Regions from separate parts of the Mus musculus genome. Here region 1 is linked to region 2. Evidence: chromatin contacts called from public HiChIP or PLAC-seq data. All regions are on one chromosome and are shown on one strand. The core of a region is the stretch at or near the end of the contact, and the rest is flanking DNA. Distances in the headings are between cores, read along the strand shown.

Region 1 (6,873 bases), core at 541-3,040, 150 kb before region 2:
TGATCTGGGTGAAAATACAATTCTTTGGCAGAATGGCTCACAGAAACAGTGGCTCATCTTGATCCTTTTCGATCAATGGGTAATCCAGTGCTGTACAGATCATGATATACGTGACCAACTTGCTCTCACGCTTTGTGGCCCCCTCTCTCCTGCACAGCTAGTTTGCTTTCCATAAAAATAAAACAACAAAATACAAAATGATCTTCAGTTTCTGAGCTGTATTTTTTTTTCCTTCCAAGGAGAGCCTAGGTTTTCTTAGAGATGGGTTTCTATGTCAGAGAAAGTCTCAAGTTTCTGGGACCTACAGGCTGGGGAGGCTGGAGAGAAAAGGAGGCCATTTGTTTTCAGATCCTCTGTAGCATGCAGGGTACACTGAAATAACAGTGCAGACCCAATGATTTCCTTTTGGTTTACAGATTTCCCTGAGAACAGCAGATTTGCATCTCGAGATGGAATATATAGTAGAAAAACCTTACATGGGGTTAACATCTTTTAGAAGCCTTGCTAAATAATGAACTCCAGATCAGTTTAGCTTGGCATACAGACTAAAGCAAGAGGCTTGTAGATAAATTCATAGCCTGCCCGCTCTGCGAGAGTCCAAAGCTAAGAGGATCCTAGAAGAGCCACTGAGTGTCTGGCAGTGTCTCTTCTTCTTTTCAATGAGCTGTTTACTAAATTCTAGAGTTTCTAATGAAACCCAGGCTTACTCTGCGATCCACGTAAACAAGCTCTTGGCTTTTGTGCTATCGGGTTTTATGCGAGCAGAGCCACGGGGGCTTCCTTTAAGCAGTTGCTGCCTGGAAGGTTCCTGTTTGTTTACGTATGCACATATGTGCTCTGCAAGAATGATCGTCAAGGGGCCCGGTAGGGGAAAGCCAAAAACAAGCCTCCCCTCATTTGAATCCTAAAGGCATATAATATGGAAACGACTTTCCGATTTAGAGGCTTCTAAATTTGGTGTGGTTGCCAAGTTGCAAAATTGCTTAGGATAGAAGCTTCAACACACACAAGAGCCTCCCGGGACAGTCTCTTCAAAGGAGATGCGCATTTGACAGGAATTCTTGCAGCCATTGCCACTTTCAAGCTAAATTCAAGGCTAATGAAGCTCCCTCCCCTACTGTCCTTTATGCCTGCGTCCTACCCCACCCCCACTCCACAGACAAGCTGACTTTTGTCAGGAATGGGTAGAGACTGGAATGATATTGTCTGTTTCTCATACTCAGAAGGGCTTTATGCAGCTTAAGCTGGCAGCCCCAGTATTTTGATAAAAGTTACTAGTGTAAAATTTAACAACATGAAGGGAAAATAATGTTATCTCTCGTGTGAGTTGCAATTTTGGAAGCTCCCATTGTGTGAAGCTCCCAAGGAATCAGAAGTAGCTGACAATGTATTTATATAGATACAGGGTCATTCCAACTGCCAGAAAAATAAACAAATGGTAAAGACAGAGATTTGTTTGGTTTATAAATTGTACCCCCCCCCCTTGTTTAAAAAAAAAACCCTGAAGTTGGGGGGTTGAGGGCATCAAATAACTACATAGTAAACGCTTCGAGCTGATGGGAAATTCTGGGCAGCTCTGATTCATTTTTATCGGATAAAGTACATTTGGTTTCTCTTTTGACAAACCATGTATTTGAGAGGGAAGAAAAAAAAAATCGAACATGCACTGTTATTGGCCACAGCTACACAAGAAGTCCTCCGGTTGCCAAAGGATACCACATGAAAGTGTCTGTTCAAGGGGAGGGGCCGGTCGGGGGGTGGGGCCAAGAAGGATGTTGCCTTAAGCCTCTTCTGCTCAGAGTTGCAATTTGTGAACCAACTGTGATGAAATCGAGCTCTGCACGAATCAGATGCGCCTGTCAACTTCCCAGGTGGGATTGCTTGGAGTTAACAGCCTGAACGCAGAGCCCCGAAAGCAGAGCATTCAGGGCAAGCAGAGAACACCCTGCAGAGGTTTTCCAAGAATCCCTCGGCATGGCAAGACAAGGCTGTTTCGGGTCATACCAGGTAGGAGGATGGTACGGTGACTAGCGAGGTGCCGAATCTCTCCGATCACTACCATTTGAATTCGATTTTTTTTCTTTTTTCTTTTTCCTTGTTCAAATTCAGACATCATCTGAGAATGCCTTTCCGAATTGGCAGGATTCGGGTTGTTAGGGTCATCTGAACTGCTTCCATGCACTTTGAATGCATCTAATCTAGTTGTGTTTGACAACTTGATCTCCTTATCCCCTTAGGTAATATCCTTGTTCACTTTTGCCATCGGCGTCAATCTCTGCTTAGGATTCACAGCAAGTCGAATTAAGAGGGCCGAATGGGATGAAGGACCTCCCACAGGTAAGAGTATCCGTTATTAGCAGTTTTGTTTCTTTAACAGTACTGTGCAGGGCGATACATTTAGCCCAAGGTGAGAATAGGTTATCGCTTTAATGTTGGAGAAGGATGGGGCTGACAGGTTCCACGTGGTGGTACAGAGGGTTGAGACGGCTGTGTTGTGTAAAGTACATTATTTGCTATCAGAAAGTTCTATCCTAGGAATGAGAAAAAAGGAAGTTAAAAAAGGCAATAAACTTTTTTTTTTAAAAGTGAAACTAGAAATTTATTTATAACTTTGGGACTAAGATTTACTGAGACTAGGGGAACCCTCAAGGTGAGTTTAGAGAGGAGATCTGTGATCGCTGTGTTTCCTTCTGGAAGAAGGCAAGGTGAGTTTTCGGAGCTGACTTAACTAACACAGCTGGAGTGAATGGGGCTCCTTTGCAGTGGGCTGTACCCAGCGGAGTGGGGCTTCATAAAGGAACGTTTGTGCAGGCTGAGGGGGCCTAGCTGACCTGGTCTTAAGCAATGGCTTGGTTAATTTCCTGGAAATTGGAGCTGCTGATGGTTTCAGAATTAAAAATTGCATTCGAAATGACAGGTACTCTAGGGGGCAATATTTTCTTCCCTTTCTCTGACATCACAGTATGTCTTCTGTCTCCCCGGGAATTTGGTGTTTCTCTGTGTTTCTTGATTGGCACTCTATGAAACACCACCTGCCTTTATACCACCATAAATGTGTATTATTAAATGAGGCATAGTGGAATACTGAATCTTCCACATGGCAAGTTATCTGACTTAGGCTTGAGAAGAAGGTTGAAGGTACAGTAGGTGATGAGGGTGAAGGAGCTGCAGTGTGTTTTGGAGAAAGAATGTGAAAACAGATCTTAAAAAACTGTGGCCCCGGGGAGCCTGAGGGACAAAACTGCATTGTGTTTCTTTGGGGAGAGAGGAGAGGGATTGCTGGGCCAGAAGAGAAGGCTGTTTTTATTGGAGGCAAACACTGTCTTCAAAGCCTTCTTTTTGACCCTCGCTAAGGCTGATTGTGACAGGGGACTAGGTCCTTGGCCTGAGCATGCAGCTCTGACAGCCCATGGCCGGGTCTTTCCACTGTGCGGAAAAGGAACCAATTTTCTGCTTTCTTTAAATGATAGTGGCAGGAATCGATGCTGTTTCTTTGATGACTGCATTATTTTCAAACTTGGCCATTATTTTTTTTTTTGGACTATGGATCATCAAAGTACCAGCCTGGGACCCTGAGTCCATATTAATAAGTGCTCCTTTCACAGGCAAGTCACTTGTAATGCCTCAGCCCTCAGCAATGAGCATCAGTTTAGAAGACTTTATCTTCTAGATTGTTAAAAATAAAATAATAAAAAAACATTTCCTCCATCCTGTTTCATCTCCTATTAAATGTGTGTGATCTCTACCAGAAAATGTGAAAAGTATGGATTAAATGTATTAGTCCCTGAAAACACTGCTCATATAATAAACTACTTCCATATGTTGTAGGGAATAGATACAAGACAAGTAATGTCAATATTACTTCTGGAAACTAGTCTAGTCTACAGTACTGCTGATCAATTAGATAGCGTTAGACCTACTACAGAGTACTGCTTCTTGACTTGTTAATGGAATCAGTATCTGGAGCCTTAGGGTGTATAGTGATAGTTCACTTCATCTCCGTGAAGCTTAGTTTTAGGGCACCACACAGTTTATATCCGAGTTTCAGGATTTTGGTAGACTTATGTGGCTTTTCTTCTTAAGCTTTCTTGTGATGCAGCTTACCTGCTGTCTACACACTGGGGTTCATTTCTGCTTAAGTAGAAAAGACAAAAGATTCCTTTTAGAAATCGGGAAAGGCAGAGTGTAGACAGGTTTTCTATCTTTTTAAATTGCTAACTACACTTGCAAGGGGGAACCTCCTAAATAATACTAGTGATAGGTGGTTCTATTAGCAAAACTTGAGTCAGAGAACATTGGGTGAATCTTTTTCTACACTTTAAAAAATAAAAGTCAAAAGAGAAAGCATCCTAGGATCTTATTTATTTATTTATTTATTTATTTATTTATTTATCACAGCATGCTTGGGCTCTAAAGATATCCTGCAAATTCAGTGCTATCAGGTGTTTCACAAACAAGAAACGCAATGACTGTTCATTTATATGTGGCCAGAGCAAGAACCACCATTCAAAAGCATACAACTTCTTGATTAGTCCTCAGGGTTCCTGGGCAACAGCTGAGAACATTTGCATGCATGAATACTCTCATTGGTACACTTTGAACTGAGATGTCTGCTCCAAGGTTGTGACCATGGAAAAAAACTTATAATTAATTAACTAGTACACTTTTTAGCTGGATTTCTTGTTAGGACCTGATGATCTACTAGAAGCAGGAGGGGGATGAGACCTCTTTCAGATCCTGGGATGTGTAGGAGGTGTGAAATGACCAGAGTGAGTTATAAGGCTTGGAAAAGGGACACTAAGGTCAGCAGGGTGGCAGAAATAGCATTTTAAAGGAACAATAAGTGCAGTTGAGTTGGAGATCTTTGTTTAAACATCCGACGTGGTCACTCTGTTTATCTATAAAATGGAAAGAAAATGTGTGTGCATGCAGTTGTCTACACACAGGCACACACATGGAATTGGCGTGCCTGGAGTTGTGCAGGAGTCTGCGTGACAGAAGCTATGCGCCTTTCAATACTCTTCCAGTCCCCAAGTAGCCATGGACACTCTTTGAAATAGAAGCCATGTGACTCTTGACTGACAAAATGGCATTTGTGAGCTTGGGAATACTTGGATAATAAAAATTTGATAACTCGGTCTAATTTATCGCCATTTTTATGGGCTTGAAAGGAAAGTTTAAGAGCACGGGAGTGACGAATTTGTGGGTAAATACGAGACGAAGAGCACAGCTAACAACTTTATTGGGAAATGCAAAGTGGTTGCTAGGGACGAGGAGCCCCTTGTTCCTTGATAATTTTAGGAGTCTCAGTGTACAGTTGAGAGCACTTTCAATAACATTCCAGCAGAATGCAGGAAGATCTAGAACTGAGAGATGATCAGCCATCACTCTGTGAGGACAGTGACCAAATGGGGTGTACCACTCGGCGTGACTGCGTGCTAGACTGAACACAGAATTTGAGGAGTTTGAGTCAATAAAATGAGGTCACCCGAGTTAAGACTCAATGACGCCATTGGGTTTACAGTTGACTGTGGAGTGGGGCTCAGGGTGGTGATTTCTCCATTTTTTTTTAATACAGCTGAGAATTCTCGATAATGTTTCTATATCTGAAACTTCAGTGTGCTTTGTTCAACATATTTTTTTTTGTTTTTTTGTTTTCCTTGATTTTTCTTTTATTGAAAATAGATTTTTTCATACAGTACATTCCAATTATGGTTTCCCTCCCCCAACTCCTTTTAAGTCCTCCCCACCTCCTCTCCTGTCTGAATCCACAGTATTTCTGTTTTTCCTTAGAAAACAAATAGGCATCTAAATAATAATAATAAAGTAAGATAAAACAAGCAAGCAAACAAGCATAGGACAAAACAAACAGAAGAAAAAGAGCCAAAGAAAAAGTACATGAAACATAAAGATGCGCGCGCGCACACACACACACACACACACACACACACACACACACAAGAATCCCATAAAAAAATCACGAGATTTTTTAAACTGATAAAAATCAACCAGTCTTTCAAAATCGTGATTGGAAGACAACACCCAAAATTTACAGCCTCTATAAAATTTGAAAACTCTTTACTTAAGTGCTTTACTAACGAATGCAGTACTTAGTTAATGGCTATAATTAACTTAGCTAATGGTTCTAATTCCAAGAATAGGGAGCCTGAGGCAGGAAGGTCGCAAATTTGAGGCTCTTCTGGACTACACTGAGAGACCCTGTATCAACCAATCGAATCCAACAAATAACCTCCTTCTGTTAGTCAGATAAGTAGCGCAGTTGTGTTGTGATGTTCTAAAATCTTAGCTGCACCGCAGCTGGCTGACAGGCAAGGTACTGGTTTGATTCTTCAACTAGAAGATAGATTTTTATAGCAAAATGCCACTGAGCATAATGTACGGCGGGGAAGGTGGGTGACGAAGCTTCTGCGTTCTGAATGTGAGTTAGAGAAGATGTCTGATTAAGGGTGGGGCTGGTATCTACGTTTGTAGTTGATAGTCAACAAATAGTACCTGATTGGAAGTTGACAAGGTTCTTGTTTGCTGGCAGGTTTGCAAATTATTCGGATTTATGTAATTAACTACATTGAGAGCTATTTAAAGGGTCTAGAGATTAATTTAAAAATGTTAAGTTTCCATTTAAATGACAGAATTCTGTTTTCCTGCAGTTGGTGAAGTCTTTCTACATATGAATATATTGTGTTTATTGACACAGTGTTTCCTGAGGGCAGGTGTTTGCCAACTTGCCAGGTGGACCCCTTTATCCATTTCTTCCTCTGTCTCTGTCCCCTACCTCTAGAGCACATCCCCCCCCCCCCCCCCCCCCCCCCCGAGATCTGGCCCAGCAGCTATGAAGAGGGGGAGACTAGAAAG
Region 2 (6,803 bases), core at 2,652-5,151:
TCACCCACAGTGAACTGGGCCATCCCAGATCAGTCTCCCATTAAGAAAATGTACTCAGTTTACTGAAGATATAGTTTCAATAGAGGTCTCCTCTTCCAAAACAACTCTAGCTTGTGTCAACTTGGCATAAAACTACCAGCATGGACTGATAGAAAGTCCCAAGTTGTGGCAGCTGTGGAATTCAGTGAAGACCTTCTTCCTGATTATAGATATCTTTCTGTGTTTTATCATGCACAGAGAGGCAAATATTCACAAGAGAGCAAACTCTCATTTTTATAAGACCACTAATTATGTTTATGGGATGCATCCTTATGACTGAGTGACCCCATTTTCTTTTTTTAAATCTTATTTATTTATTTATTTATTTATTTATTTATTTATTTATTTATTATTAGGTATTTATTTCATTTACATTCCAATGCTATCCCAAAAGTCCCCCACATGCTCCCCCACCCACTCCCCCACCCACCCACTCCCACTTCTTGGCCCTGGCGTTCCCCTGTAGTGAGGCATATAAAGTTTGCACGACCAATGGGCCTCTCTTTCCACTGATGGCCGACTATGCCATCTTCTGATTCATATGCAGCTAGAGACACGAGCTCTGGGGTACTGGTTAGTTCATATTGTTGTTCCACCTATAGGGTTGCAGATCCCTTTAGCTCCTTGGTTACTTTCTCTAGCTCCTCCATTGGGGGCCCTGTGATCCATCCAATACCTGACTGTGAGCATCCACTTCTGTGTTTGCTAGGCCCCGGCATAGTCTCACAAGAGACAGCTATATCTGGGTCCTTTCAGCAAAATCTTGCTAGTGTATGCAATGGTGTCAGCATTTGGAAGCTGATTATGGGATGGATCTCCGGATATGGCAGTTTCTAGATGGTCCATCCTTTCGTCTCAGCTCCAAACTTTGTCTCTGTAACTCCTTCCATGGGTGTTTTGTTCCCAATTCTAAGAAGGGGCAAAGTGTCCACACTTTGGTCTTCATTCTTCTTGAGTTTCCTGTGTTTTGCAAATTGTATCTTATATCTTGGGTATTCTAAGTTTCTGGACTAATATCTACTTATAGGTGAGTACATATTGTATGAGTTCTTTTGTGATTGGGTTACCTCACTCAGGATGATGCCCTCCAGGTCCATCCATTTGCCTAGGAATTTCAGAAATTCATTCCTTTTAATAGCTGAGTAGTACTCCATTGTGTAAATGTACCACATTTTCTGTATCCATTCCTCTGTTGAGGGGCATCTGGGTTCTTTCCAGCTTCTGGCTATTATAAATAAGGCTGCTATGAACATAGTGGAGCATGTGTCCTTCTTACCAGTTAGGACATCTTCTGGATATATTCCCAGGAGAGGTATTGCGGGATCCTCCGGTAGTACTATGTCCAATTTTCTGAGGAACTGCCAGACTGATTTCCAGAGTGGTTGTACAAGCTTGCAATCCCACCAACAATGGAGCAGTGTTCCTTTTTCTCCACATCCTCGCCAGCATCTGCTGTCACCTGAATTTTTGATCTTAGCCATTCTGACTGGTGTGAGATGGAATCTCAGGGTTGTTTTGATTTGCATTTCCCTGATGATTAAGGATGTTGAACATTTTTTCAGGTACTTCTCAGCCATTTGGTATTCTTCAGGTGAGAATTCTTTGTTTAGCTCTGAGCCCCATTTTTTAATGGGGTTATTTGATTTTCTGGAGTCCACCTTCTTGAGTTCTTTATATATATTGGATATTAGTCCCCTATCTGATTTAGGATAGGTAAAGATCCTTTCCCAATCTGCTGGTGGCCTTTTTGTTTTATTGACAGTGTCTTTTGCCTTGCAGAAGCTTTGCAATTTTATGAGGTCCCATTTGTCGATTCTCGATCTTATAGCACAAGCCATTGCTGTTCTATTCAGGAATTTTTCCCCTGTGCCCATATCATCGAGGCTTTTCCCCATTTTCTCCTCTATAAGTTTCACTGACTCTGGTTTTATGTGGAGTTCCTTAATCCACTTAGATTTGACCTTAGTACAAGGAATGGATCAATTCGAATTCTTCTACATGATAACTGCCAGTTGTGCCAGCACCATCTCATTAGATTCGGAGAAAGCATTTGACAAAAATCCAACACCCATTCATGATAAAAGTCTTGGAAAGATCAGGAATTCAAGGCCCATACCTAAACATGATAAAAGCAATCTACCGCAAACCAGTAGCCAACATCAAAGTAAATGGTGAGAAGCTGGAAGCAATCCCACTAAAATCAGGGACTAGACAAGGGTGCCCACTTTCTCCCTACCTATTCAACATTGTACTTGAAGTCCTAGCCAGAGCAATTTGACAACAAAAGGAGATCAACGGGATATAAATTGGAAAGGAAGAAGTCAAAATATCTCTTTTTGCAGATGATAGGATAGTATATATAAGTGACCCTAAAAATTCCACCAGAGAACTCCTAAACCTGATAAACAGCTTCGGTGAAGTAGCTGGATATAAAATTAACTCAAACAAGTCAATGGCCTTTCTGTACACAAAGGATAAACAGGCTGAGAAAGAAATTAGGGAAACAACACCCTTCTCAATAGTCACAAATAATATAAAATACCTTGGTGTGACTCTAACTAAGGAAGTGAAAGTTCTGTATGATAAGAACTTCATGTCTCTGAAGAAAGAAATTAAAGAAGATCTCAGAAGATGGAAAGACCTCCCATGCTCATGGATTGGCAGGATCAACATTGTAAAAATGACTATCTTGCCAAAAGCAATCTACAGATTCAATGCAATCCCCATCAAAATTCCAATTCAATTCTTCAACGAACTAGAAAGGGCAATCTGCAAATTCATCTGGAATAACAAAAAACCTAGGATAGCAAAAACTCTGCTCAAGGAAAAAAAAAAAAAAACCTCCTGTGGAATCTCCATGCCTGACCTAAAGCTGTACTACAGAGCAATTGTGATAAAAACTGCAAGGTACTGGTATGACCCCATTTTCTAATGTCATCACACTGTGGGATCAGGTTTTAATATTTGAGTTCGAGGAGTTGCAAAATCAGCAACTTAGTGTGCTATTGTCACAGTGTGGTCCTTAGCACGGTGCCTGGGACAAATTCAATAGCTGCCACATTACAAATAGCATGTTGATATTATGTTTTTTCACAGTGATGCTCCAACTTTCTTGAATGTGGGGTATTCAGAGGGCACAATTGCATATGCAAGTTGAAAGAAGAGAGATTCAAACTTCCCTTGCTAGGTTTGGAGGCCATTTCTTGAGGAATGAATCTGGCCTACTGCCTGTTTCTATTATTGCTGGCTGAGAAGATGACCAAGGTGGAAAGGTGTTTCCCTAGTAAGCATGCAATCTCAATTTGATCTCCAGCCCCCGCCCCCCCGCCATTTTTAAAAAAGGTGTCAGACATGAGAGCATATACTTATAATCTCAGTGCTGGGATGATGGAGACAGGTCAGGCCTTCTCAACCAGTACCTGGCTAGTCTTAAAGGTAGTGCCCAAGGAACAGCATTCGTGATTGTCCTCTGGACTCTACATGCATGTACACACACACACATACGCACACGCACATGCAGAAATATGTTACTGGAACCCATCTACTCTTGTTGACAAAAGTTCTACCCCTGGTTTTGCATGGTAACAGCAAAACTGAGTAGTTTCAAAAGACAGCATGTGGCCTACAGGGTCTAAAATATTTCCTGTCAGGCCTTTATAGGGAAGGTTAGTGTGTTCACCAATGTCCTTTCATGTTTTCCTCACGTTTACTGTGTGGGTTGTTGATCATTACAAGAGGATTAGACTTTAAAATTACTAAAAATGTTTCTAGTAAAAATAAAATGAAACAGAACAGCATGACCACTGGGTGTCTCTCTTCCCTAAATTTCACAAAAGCCAATGCTGAACCAGCCTTCAGCCAACTGGGGCTGTGACATACCAGACAAATATTGACAGTTGCTAAGGCAACTGGGGTAAAGTATTGGCCAGGGGATAATATAGGCGCCAATTGTGCATGCCATGTTTCTCACATAGGGGAGATACAAAGAGAAAAAAACGAACGAAAAAAACATGTTTGGAGCCCTCTCTTCAACTGTGGCTGAGGAGTAAGTCACAGCTGATGTTTATCTTAAGCCCTGTCCTCTTCAGTCAATTTCTCTTGAACTTAACACTTTAGGGACTTGGGGATTCTTAAGTCAGCTACAGTGCATCACAAGAGGGAACGTTTTCTAAGCAGCACTTCCTTTGTCCAGTTGTGTCTGAAATTTACTTTTCTAAATTATAATGGTAACTGAATTTTTGGTCTGTCTGATTTGGTCGCATGGATGGTTTCTGTAGTAATTCTTTTCATTGCTATTTGTTCTATGCCCTGCTCCTAAAAGGATGCAAAGAGGTGGGGACAGCTGAGTACTACCTTAAGTGAAGTGTGAAGGTCCCAGATACACCAGCTTAGGAGAATATGGGGAGATTATAGGACAATTAGAGGAGCACTATGGAAAGTGGTATCTTTTCCTACTTCAGCTTCCATCTTTTTAGTCTCATGTTCCATGTCTGGAGTAAAGTCAGGACCTGCTGAGAGTTTTCAGTCGGAGAAGGTTAGCTGTGGAGAGGATCAGTTTCCAGAGAGGAAGATCAAGGCTAGTCCCTCATCCTCTCCACTATCCTGCTTGGTACTGGCTGTAAACAAAATGTTGAGTGTTCTAAAGCACCCTGGGTGAATCTAGGCTTTCCTTTCAAGAAGAGTTGGAAGGGCCTTGGGTTGACATTCAGGTTCTCACATCTGCCCCTTGACCAACTTCCTCCTTCTTCCAAGAATTTTTTAAGTAGAGAATCTGATTCAAAGTAACTCATACTTGGATTGTACAGGTCAGTGGGGGGAGTCAGGACTAGTAATATGTAGAGGCTATGGTCTTCCCAGGCTCAGATCCTGTATACAGTCACTCTTTGACCAAGTCATTGTTTTCCTCTCAAGGATTCTGTTTTTCCTCATAGTTATCAGGGGTTGATTACGAAGCTTCACAAGGTAGAGTCACTTGTGTTCCAGTCTGATCTCCAATGTCAAGAAGTCCTTCTCGCTTTAGTATGGTGACTTTCTGGAATGAAATACTACCAACTGCATATCTTCAGCCGTGGGGTGGAGCATGCATTAGTCATTTTTCTCTTGCTGTGATAAAAATGCCACAATCAGGAGCAGCTTTTTGATCCAACAGTGTGTTTTGGTTTATGTTTTCAGAGGGATAAGAGCTCATCTTGGCATGGCAGCATATGGTAGGAACAGGAACCTCAGAGATCATAACTCAGTAGCAAACAGGAAGCCAAGAGGAAACAAGATGGCGTGAGCCTACAAACTCACAAAGCCCATTTCCTGTGAGGTACTTCTTCCAGAACAAGTCCATGTCTGAAAAGTTCTGTAATTCCTCCAAGTGGTGCTACTGACTGGAGAATTGCTCAAATACATGAACCTATAGGAGACATTCCTCATTTTAACCATTGCATCCCACCACACAGCCTCATAGGCACATGGCCAGCTCATAGTGCTAAATGTGTCTAGTCTGACATCAAAACTCCCTATAGTCTTTAATAGTTCCAATACTGTCTAAAAGTTCCAAAGTTTCCCCATTCCCAAGATCCCAACATGGTACAAACTATTTCTGGCTATAAAATATCCTAAAAGAATTCCTGCCACCTCCAAGGCTGCTGGCACTCCAGACTCACCTAAGGATTTGAGTCCATGTTAGACCTAGCAGTATTGTATACCTGTCTGTCTGTCTGTCTGTCTGTCTGTTCGTCTACCTGCCTGTTCCAGAAAGATGTTGTGGGCAGGGGCTCAGATCTTTATTATTTGCTTTTAGAACAATTAATTCATTTTATTTTTGCTTCCTATAACATGATGTGAAACATTTTTTTAATCTCTTAAGCTTTTTCATTGGGTAAACATTAGTCTTTTATCATTATGTTAATTCAAGAATCTCATCAATGACACTATGGACATTATGGGGACAGATAGTTTTCTTCTGTGGAGGGACATTCAGATTCATATCTGAGCTCTACCCACTAATGCCAGTGACAGCTTCACATTGTTATGATCAAAATTGTCTTCAGATAGAACCATATGACAGTTTGGAAGTGTAATCATCTTGGCTTGATTATTATGGAATAGTAAGACCTCAACCATGTCCCCTTTGGATTATCCTCAGTTAGAAATAAAGTTTCAGATGCCAATGGAAGAAAGGGTAGATATTTGACTATCTAAATTGCAAACATCCCTTTATTTTTATCTCTCCAAGATTGAAAAGGTCAGGGATTACAATTAGGGGTAGGTAAACTGCTTGTCACACAATCATGCTGACCGGAATTTGATCCCCAGCACCCAAGTGAAATCACCAGGTATTTCAGTAAGGCCCTTGTCTTAGGGTTTTACAGCTGTGAACAGATACTACGATCAAGACAACTCTTATAGAGGGCAACATTTAATTGGGGATTGCTTAAAGGTTCAGAGGTCTAGTCGATTATCATCAAGGTAGGATCATGGCAATCATGGTGCTGGAGGAGCTGAGAGTTCTACATCTTCATCAAAAGGAAGCCAGGAGCAGACTGTTATCAGGTAACTAGGAGAAGGGTCTGAAAGCTCACCCCTACAGTGACATATTTCCTCCAATAAGGCCACGCCTAGTCCAACAAGGTCACATGTCCTAATAGTGCCACTCCATGGGCCAAGCATATTCAAACCACCACATCCCTTTAGTACCAATACTGAGGAAGCTGAGTCAAGAGGATATCTGAAGTTTAACAGCCACTTGGTGTAGCCAAATCAATAAGTTTCAG

What was found. HiChIP or PLAC-seq counts read pairs in DNA pulled down with a chosen protein or histone mark.
Region 1: a contact with region 2 is called in an HNF4G HiChIP or PLAC-seq map of pancreatic cancer cells. The contact joins the promoter of Enpp2 here to the enhancer-like site in region 2. A contact is called at or near these places in 2 of 39 promoter capture datasets (liver and trophoblast stem cells), 1 of 484 Hi-C or Micro-C datasets (uterus), 1 of 115 datasets of contacts at active chromatin or transcription factors (pancreatic cancer cells) and 3 of 9 other capture datasets (adipose tissue, liver and pancreatic islet).

The regions. Positions count from the first base shown.
Region 1 is chr15:54,915,063-54,921,935 of GRCm38.p6, reverse strand. Enpp2 (ectonucleotide pyrophosphatase/phosphodiesterase 2) reads left to right here and starts at 1,790. Exons shown (of 25, transcript NM_015744.4): 1 at 1,790-2,007; 2 at 2,238-2,337. The coding sequence starts at 1,975.
Region 2 is chr15:54,765,624-54,772,426 of GRCm38.p6, reverse strand. No RefSeq gene overlaps it. Among named protein-coding and RNA genes, the nearest start is that of Ccn3, 23 kb to the right of the region's middle. Within about 2 kb of position 3,901, at least 58 of the 459 cell types and tissues checked have an H3K27ac peak or open chromatin away from gene starts, as enhancers often do. A contact at or near this core is called in pancreatic cancer cells, where this site is marked.